3 separate regions of the Hordeum vulgare genome follow, and regions 1 and 2 are each linked to region 3. A link is a contact called in public Hi-C data. All regions are on one chromosome and are shown on one strand. Each heading gives the region's core, a stretch centred on a gene start, on an enhancer-like site or on the middle of the called end of the contact. The rest is flanking DNA. Distances are from core to core; before and after follow the strand shown. Region 1 overlaps LOC123443133 (protein DJ-1 homolog B-like). Region 2 holds the start of LOC123443134 (protein transport protein SEC13 homolog B-like). Region 3 holds the start of LOC123443132 (protein DJ-1 homolog B-like).

Evidence for each region. Hi-C and Micro-C count contacts between places; a contact is called where the count stands out from the background.
Region 1: a Hi-C map of leaf shows a contact between it and region 3, with 6 times the contacts expected there. The contact joins the enhancer-like site here to the promoter of LOC123443132 in region 3. A contact is called at or near these places in 4 of 6 Hi-C or Micro-C datasets (leaf and seedling) and 1 of 1 datasets of contacts at active chromatin or transcription factors (embryo).
Region 2: a contact with region 3 is called in a Hi-C map of leaf, with 3 times the contacts expected there. The contact joins the promoter of LOC123443134 here to the promoter of LOC123443132 in region 3. A contact is called at or near these places in 3 of 6 Hi-C or Micro-C datasets (leaf and seedling) and 1 of 1 datasets of contacts at active chromatin or transcription factors (embryo).

What each region holds. Positions count from the first base shown.
Region 1 is chr3H:102,408,099-102,410,798 of MorexV3_pseudomolecules_assembly, forward strand. LOC123443133 (protein DJ-1 homolog B-like) reads right to left here. Exons shown (of 8, transcript XM_045119408.1): 4 at 2,636-2,700; 5 at 2,456-2,530; 6 at 2,147-2,350; 7 at 1,909-2,049; 8 at 1,294-1,846. The coding sequence ends at 1,784. Among protein-coding and RNA genes, the nearest start is that of LOC123443133, 17 kb to the right of the region's middle. Within about 2 kb of position 1,428, at least 2 of the 3 cell types and tissues checked have open chromatin away from gene starts, as enhancers often do. A contact at or near this core is called in leaf, where this site is marked.
Region 2 is chr3H:102,544,358-102,547,057 of MorexV3_pseudomolecules_assembly, forward strand. It overlaps LOC123443134 (protein transport protein SEC13 homolog B-like), which reads left to right and starts at 1,344. Exons shown (of 2, transcript XM_045119409.1): 1 at 1,344-1,645.
Region 3 is chr3H:102,073,955-102,076,654 of MorexV3_pseudomolecules_assembly, forward strand. It overlaps LOC123443132 (protein DJ-1 homolog B-like), which reads right to left and starts at 1,389. Exons shown (of 7, transcript XM_045119406.1): 1 at 756-1,389; 2 at 408-557; 3 at 121-303. The coding sequence starts at 1,064.

The DNA of each region.
Region 1 (2,700 bases), core at 178-2,677, 330 kb after region 3:
TTATGAGTACCTCATTCCCTTTTTATAGAATTGGCTTTCCTATGGATTTAACTGTGACTGCTCACGTAAAACGGAATGTAGAACCTTGAAGCTTTTCCCAATAGGTGTTCTTTGCATCTTAGGGGATTCTTCTCACAATTCCTAGCAAATCCATTCATTGAACTTTCCTATAAAATACTTCATAGGATAATTAGTCCACTAAAATATATGTTGTTAATTACCAAACCATCTAGGAAGAAGTTATGCTTTCGATGGTGTGGGCGCTACGTACGAACTCATACAACGCAGCGCTCCTCTTTCAAGAAGCCTAGATTCTCCACGAGCATGACTGCAACGACCTCCTTGTTCGCTTACTTGCCAACAACCTGGACCTCCACGAATCGATGGTGCTCGAAGAGCTGCAGATTGTACCGATGCTCCTCCTGCAACATTGGGATCCGGTGATACATGCTCCTTCAGTTGCGTCTCCACCATGATAGGTTGTACTGCGCCTCCGCTTGTTGTAGGGTGAACTCGACAATCAGTGTGGGCGCCTGCTCCTCCTCCTCCTTAATCGTCGTGTCCTCCTCGTCCAAGCTCTCCTCCTCTAAAGAGCTCACAGACTCCGATGTAATGCAAGCCGCGCGTCGGGCACGCCATGCGTCCACCTTGATCGCAATTTCATGGCGGTTCTGCGAGAAAAGGGTCTTCCACCACCCACGCCGGGTCCCGTCCATTTCTCGCAGAGGTCAAAGGAAGAAGGGAAGAGGTGACGCCTCAACGACTCGAACAGAGGGAAAAGAGTCTCGAAGATGGTGTGGTTTGTGTTGTGGCCGACGATTTTTAGATGGTATTGAGCATGTAGAACGATGACTTGAATGCGTTCCACGAGAGTTGGCTTCTCATTTGTCGTGCCAGTGTGAATGCCAAGCAGACATACATACGCCACTTGAATTTCGTAGGAAGTTGTCCTGTCGGCCTGCCTGGACACGTCCGCTCTGAACCGGCATTAACGCGACGGGAGTGACGGCCCAAAGCATCTTTCTCGATCGCCACACCGGTGTGAATGCCTCGCTATTCGGCTGGTATGCGGCAGCGACCGACTGCTCTGAATAGGCATGAATGCGACACGAAAAGCGGAATGATAGTTGGAACGGAATGAGAGGGAGGAAGAGGGTAGGATGCCGGAGGTCCGGACTGTCGGAAACTTTCCAACCATGTTTGGTGTTTGTTGGATTTGAGACATCCAGACCGATCGACGAAAGTTGGGTGCACGATGTTGAATGACCCAGAGCCCAGAGTGTCCAAACGACGTGATGCAAACGTTTAGGGGCGATTTGATGCATGGGCACACATTTGCCTCGTCGGAACCATCACCTCGTGGCCGCCGTTGCCCCGGCAGCAAAACACAACACAGTACGGGTGTGGCGTAGTTCTCCTCTATGTTCGGACTTCGGAGTCGCTCTCAGTGGAGGCTACAGTCCTGATGACATGTTAAATGTAAAAGTGACCGTGAACAGTGCGAATGAACGGGACTTAATTTGATGATGACCAGTGACCACCACTGTTGTCGGCTGTTATTGTCGGGATGATCAGGCGAGCCAGCGCGGCAACAGCTTGTGTTGTGAAGCTCCACCACACGGCCACGGGGGGTCAGGCCAAGAAGAGCAGGCCTTCCGCCAGTCGCCGCGCCTCGTCGCGGCCCAGCATCTTATCGACGACGGCCACCGCGTACTCCATGGCGGTGCCGGGGCTCCTGCTCGTGATCACGTTCCCGTCAACCACCACCCTGTTCTCGCACTCGCTATCGTCGGCGAGCAGCCCGGCCATGGATGCGCACGTCGTCGCCTTCCTGCCCTGCAGCATCCTGCCGAAGCGTCAGCGCGCGGTGAGCGGGTTGGAGTACTGGCTAGCTCGATCAGCGCATACCTTGAGCAGGCCATGGGGCTCGAGCACATGGGCGGTGGCGGCGCCGATGGCGCCGTACGGCTTGTTCGCTTCCGCATGCTTCTTCAGCAGAGTGACGAGCTGCTCACAGCGGCCCAGCGTCTTCGCGCCCGGCAGGCCGCCCTGTTTGATCAAAGAAACGGAGGCCAATCAGTCGATCAGTGGCTACCAGCGTACGTATGTGCACTAGGACGATCTGAAGTTCTTGCATGCCACTCGCCGGCACGATGATCAGATCGAACGGCGCCCGATCGGCGGCCTCGTCCAGCATCACGTCGGCCACGATTCTCGTCCCGTATCGCGCGGTGACATCGAAGCCGTCCTCGACGGACGCGACAATGACGTCCGCGTTGGCTCTGCGCAGCGCGTCCACGATTGTTATTGCCTCCATCTCCTCGCTGCCGTTGGCTAGTGGAAGAAGAACCTGAAGATCCAAGAATCGGAGGCGATGGGTCTAAGAGAAGTTCATGATCCAGGAGTGAAATATCAGAATACCAGTACTGCCTGCGCGCTTTGCAGAGTACCTGACCTTGGGTGTGCCGCTGCAGTGCCACTGGACCGAGTTGAGTTCTTTCATGCTGTACCCACCTTCGTATCTCACAAGCTAAACAACAACAAAAAACATAGCAGAATATGGTAGTGCAGCTGATGAGAAAAGTGCTGCCACCTCGCAATTTGAGGAGACAATCGAGTTGATAAGAAAGCGCACCATTAGTTTAGTGATCTGCTCGACCTTCTCCTTCCCGTAGAGCTGTTCCACCAAAGCCAGCGCAA
Region 2 (2,700 bases), core at 94-2,593, 470 kb after region 3:
AGATCCTCACTGTCACGCTCGTCGTACGCCGGCAGGGCAGCTAGCTACTCTGTGCGCGCCGCGACTCCCTTCGCCGACCATCTCCTTCGTCGACGTCCGCAAGCTGTTCGACAGTTTGCCAAGGTACAAAATGGACTCCGCCGACGAGTTCTTTTTTCACAATTTCCTTTGCGACTCCACCGATTCGTCGTCCGATGACGAGGAGGAGATATTGGCTACCGTGTTGGTCCATCACCACCTCAATAGCCAGCGGCCATTGTTCTGTGGCTCCATTCCGGGCCACCTTCCTGCGTTGAATCGCAACCGAGAGAGTGGGCATCTCCTTCTTTGGAAGGACTAATTACGCCGTCGTTTCCGTATGAGTAGACATCTTTTCAACCGTATTAGAGAGGGGGTGGTCGGCTACGATGACTATTTCGAGTGCAAAGAAGATGCCGTTGGAAAGATTGGTTTCTCCTCTTATCAGAAATGCACTGCCGCCATCCGAATGCTTGCATACGGAGTGCCCGGTGATCTCATTGATGAGTACGTCCGTAGTAGCGAGTCTACATGCCTAGAGTCCGTGTATAAGTTCTGCAAGACTGTTATTGCTGTGTTTGGCCCTGAGTACTTGGGAGAGCCGACTCCTGAAGATACATCCCGTTTGTTGACGATGAATGCGAGCAGGGACTTCCCAGGGATGCTTGGCAGCATAGACTGCATGTAGTGGGAGTGGAAGAACTGCCCTTCTACTTGGCAAGGGCAGTATAAGGGCCATGTCAGGATTTTAACATTTTAGGCCGCTATTTGGGCCGATTTCGGCTTGTTCGGCTATTATTTGGGCCGATTTTGATATTTTGGGCTGTTTTGTGGTTAATATTAACTTATTGGGCTTTATTTTTATCTCACACACATATATATAATAAAAATACAAAATAAAAATGTTAAACGGGCCGTGTCGTGCTGGCCCGCGTGCCCAGCCTCCAGGCCCAGACACGACCCGAGACGTGCCGCGTGACTGACACAACTCGTTTAAATCGTGTCGGGCCCGGCCCGTGTCGTGCCTGGCCTGCGGGCAGTCGGGCCGGCCCGTCAGGCATGGCCCGTTTGGCCAGGTATGGCCCAAAGTATGCCTATGGTTTTGTTCGGTTTCAATGAAAATGAGAGAAATTGATATGGATTGACAAAAATTAAATACCATCTAGTACAAATTTCACCCCATTTCCCTTCAATCCAATTCAATCCACTTGGACAGCCGAACAAGGCCTACCAGAGAAATCAGCCGCGGAGGTGCGTGGCTCTTCTAACATACCCCTGAAGTTCGGCTGAAATTACCCACCTTTGCCATCCAATCGATCCACAGGATCAGGCCCGATTCACCCAGCTCGACAGATCTCACGCTCGTTTCCTCCTTCTCTGGCGATTAGGGTACCCCACGCCGCCGCCAGGTGCTTGTCGTCACGGCCGGTGCGCCGCCGGCGCCGCCGGCGCCTCCGCCCCCGCCCCCATCCGCTGCCGTGATCCCCGTCCGCGCGCCGCCGGCCGCTGGCCTCTGACCTCCTCGCGCCGTGGACCTCGCGCCCCTCCTCGCGCCGTGGATCTCGCGCCGCCGGCCGCTCTCCTCCGACCTCCTCGCGCCGCCGCCGGCTCTTGTTCTCTCAGGCAGGTGAGCCCCGTGATCCCCGTCGAGCCCTGCCTCCCTTCTCCTCTTTACTGCTGGTCATGCTCTGCTGCTGGTGGTGGACTGGTGGTCATGCCCTCTTATTTGGCAGAAATATGTGCATTAACAAGTGTTTGGCAGAAATATGTGCATTAACAAGTGTTTGGTAATTAGCTTATTTTCTTGAAACCTTTATTCTGCAATATGTGCATTAGCAAGTGTTTGGTAATGCACTGATGTATTGACGAGTGATGAAATATTTGGGTTCAATCGCTAGTTCATTCTGCAAAAAGTTGTGTGCTACATATTGATCCTTATAAAAATATGGTGTTGCTTATGTCAAAAAAACTGTTGATAATTATTCAATTAGGTCTTATTAATTTTCTAATTCAATATGTAATGTCATAATTATCATTAAACAACGTGCAACCAATCTCTCAGCTCTTAGGGATATTTCAGACATTTATCTCCACAGTCACACCTCATACAGCAAATATGACGATTACTAACTCACTGCGCGCGCAGCGGCAATCCTCTCCGCACGCGCTCCTCTGGATCCACGCCGGCTGGCCCACCAAGGCCCATGTCAGAAATCGTTTTCTCTCCTGCTATACTTTGAAAATGCCATCACTTTACCCCTACGGCCCTACAGTCGGTGCCCACTTTATCCCCTACTCCCCCGTGAAGCTCCTCTTCTCTCCTCCCATTAATCAGATTTGGATCAGGCCACCAGCGCTGCCTCTCCCTTTGCCTCCTCCGTCCACTTCTCAGGTGTGCTCCTCCACCAGTGCGTCCGTCTCCTCTGTCCCTCGTCCTCTGCTTCAAGGAGTGTAGGCGGCTGTGCTTGCTAGAGCGGGTCTTGCCCATGGATTCGTAGATTAAGGGCCTGTTTGGGACTGCTTCAATTCACCAAAATTAGCTTCACTTTATCAAATTCATTTTGAAGCAGTTTCATACAGAAGCTATAGCACTATCAAGAGAATGTTTGGCTTCTATCTAGCTCCAGCTTCAAGAATAGATAATTTGGTGGAAAGAATCTATTTGATTGGTTGAGGGGAAAG
Region 3 (2,700 bases), core at 139-2,638:
TGTGAACAAATATCGTTTATGGCACAGAATCATATATAGGAATTGCCATGTTATTAATAACAAAAAATCAGTAACACAGCAAAAAGAAGCAGATATAGGGTGCTGCAGTTTATAGCTCACCAAAGGTCCAGCAACCTCCTCCATCTTCTCCTTGTCATATAGCTGCTCCACCAAAGCAAGAGCAAACTCGATTGCTGTTCCTGGACCCTGGCTGGTCACCACATTTCTATCCACCACCACCCTGGAGTTCACAGGGATCACTTCAGAAGTGAACTTCTCCATGAATGACGGGTAGCAAGTCGCCTGAGGTAACAAAGCACGACAGCAATTTGTGAATACAATTCATCTTTCCACCAAGACCACCCTCACAACAGTCAACTGATCATAAACGCTGACGAATTATTCACCTTTAAACCTTTGAGCATGCCCCAATGGGCCAACGTCACCGCGGGCGCAGCGCAAATGGCGCCGTAGAGTTCCCCCTTCTCTGCATGCATCTTGACCATCTTCTCGAGCACTTTACAGTCTCTGAGATTAGTTGATCCCGGCATCCCGCCCTACACCGAATTAAGCAGCAATACCAAATGATCAGGCCATGTGTATCAACATCTTTGAGGTTGCAGCGAGCGAGCGCGAACGCCAATGGAACAGTTAGGCAGGCAGAGTAGGCGGTTGTTGATTGATTCAGGGAAAAGAAAAAGGCTGATTTGGGAGAAGATGTAGATTGTGGTCGGAGAGGGGAGTGGTGGACGCACCGGCAGGGCGATGAGGTCGAAGGCCTCGCCTTCGAGGTCGGCGACGCGGGCGTCGGCGACGAGCTTGACCCCGTAGGCGGCCTCCACGAGGAGGCCCTCGTCCCCGGCCGGCGCGGAGGCGACGGTCGCGACGGTGACCCTTGCGCCAGCTCGGTTGAGGACGTCGGCCGTGGCGGCCGCCTCGACCGGCTCCGTGCCGGCCGCGACCGGCACGAGCACCCGCTTGGCCGGGCGGGCGGCGGCTGCGAAGGCGCGGGAGAGGAGCAGGCGGCGGTAAGAGACGGCCCGCCTCGCCAGCGAGGAGGCCATCGGGAATCCGGCCGGGGATCGCGGGGCGATGATTCTTGCCTTGCTCCGCGGAAAGGTGGTGCGATGCCGAGGCGAGAGTGGGATCCTCGCCTTCTTGGCTCGCTTTGTTTTCTTCCGAGTAGTTGGGGCTGCTGCGACTGCGAGTAGCCTTGATTCCCGTTCTCTTCACCCTTTTTGAGAGGATTGATTCCCGTTCTTGAGCGTGCTGAGTGCTGACTTGCCGTCGCTTTTTCTAGATGGAAATGCGGTTGCCGTCGTGTGTGTCAGCGAGTCTTCTTCGGTCGCCGTCGGTTTTGCTGGATAGAGTAGCGGTAGTGGATCATGCGCTGTACTCGGTTGGTGGTATGCTTCTTCTACTTCTTGTCGTGCAATTTCTGTTTGTGGATAACAAAAAAACAATGAGTGACTCCTGTTGGGGCAAGGAACATGCGAGTCTGGACTGAGAAGGAAGGTTCAAGAAAACCCGGTATTTATGTATTTTTGAGATGTAAAAACGTTAGATGTATAATTTGCATCATTTTTAAAAATGTTTTTACATGACACTCATTTTCAATACTAGATAATATATAATTAATGAAAAACAATTAGAATCAATGGATGAAAACAACGAGATGTAAGTATCTTTCCACGATTGACACGTGTTCCTGGATGGTTCCATGCGCCGCTTCCCCATCTCCGTCTTATCCACCCACACAAGGCACATCCACACATTTTTCTTCCCCACTGTTGCGGCTGTGCGTTGTCTTCCTCGCGCTCGCATCCCTCCCTGTAGATCCCTGTCTCTCTCGTGTGCTCAATGCCATGGTTGCACTTTCTTATCTGTATCCCAGAGCTCTCTTCTCTTCTTATCCTCTTCCTCCCGGGCGACGAACCGATGTTGTTGCAGGGGCACCACCGTGCTGCCATGAATTGAGGAAAAGCGTGACCACAATATGCCATGGACGTCGGAACTAGTGCCGCTGCGACGGGAAGCATCTACGGATGGCCGTCCGAGCTGTGATTTGTGCATCACGCGTGGCTCCCTGAGCTGCAATGGAGTGCGCGTCGTTACGATGGTGACCACGGGGAGTGGCCAACGGGGGCACTGCAAGTCCGACGATATTGCTTTGAAGCTGTCGCCGGGCCACCGGAAGCATAGCCGACGCTGAAATGAAGTTTCGTCGGAGTTGCAATGGAGCAATGCCGGGCGTCCGAAAGCATAGTCGGAGCTGCAATGAAGCTTCGCCGGAGTTGCAATGGAGTTTTGCCGAGCGTCGTCGATGCTGCATTGGATCTTCACCGAGGTTGCAATGAAACTTCGTCGGACGCTGTCGGTGTTGCGTTGGAGCTACGGCCGCGTGCGCACTGTTGCAATGGAGCTTTACGGGGTGCCAGCCGCGCTGCATTGAAGCTGCCGCTCGCCCTGCTCCTGCAGTTGCATGGCTGCATCTAACGGCCACCAACACACTGATCTGACGGCTCGCTAGACGGATGATTTTCTAGAGAAATCATCCGGCTGATTTGTAGCAGCCGTCGTAATTAATCATGTAAAACTAGTGCTTGGATAGCTGATGTAAAACGAGTGCACGACAATAGGGCTACAACGGGAGTACAAAAGCATTTCAGCCACACTCTAGCCGCATAATTTTAAATAAAA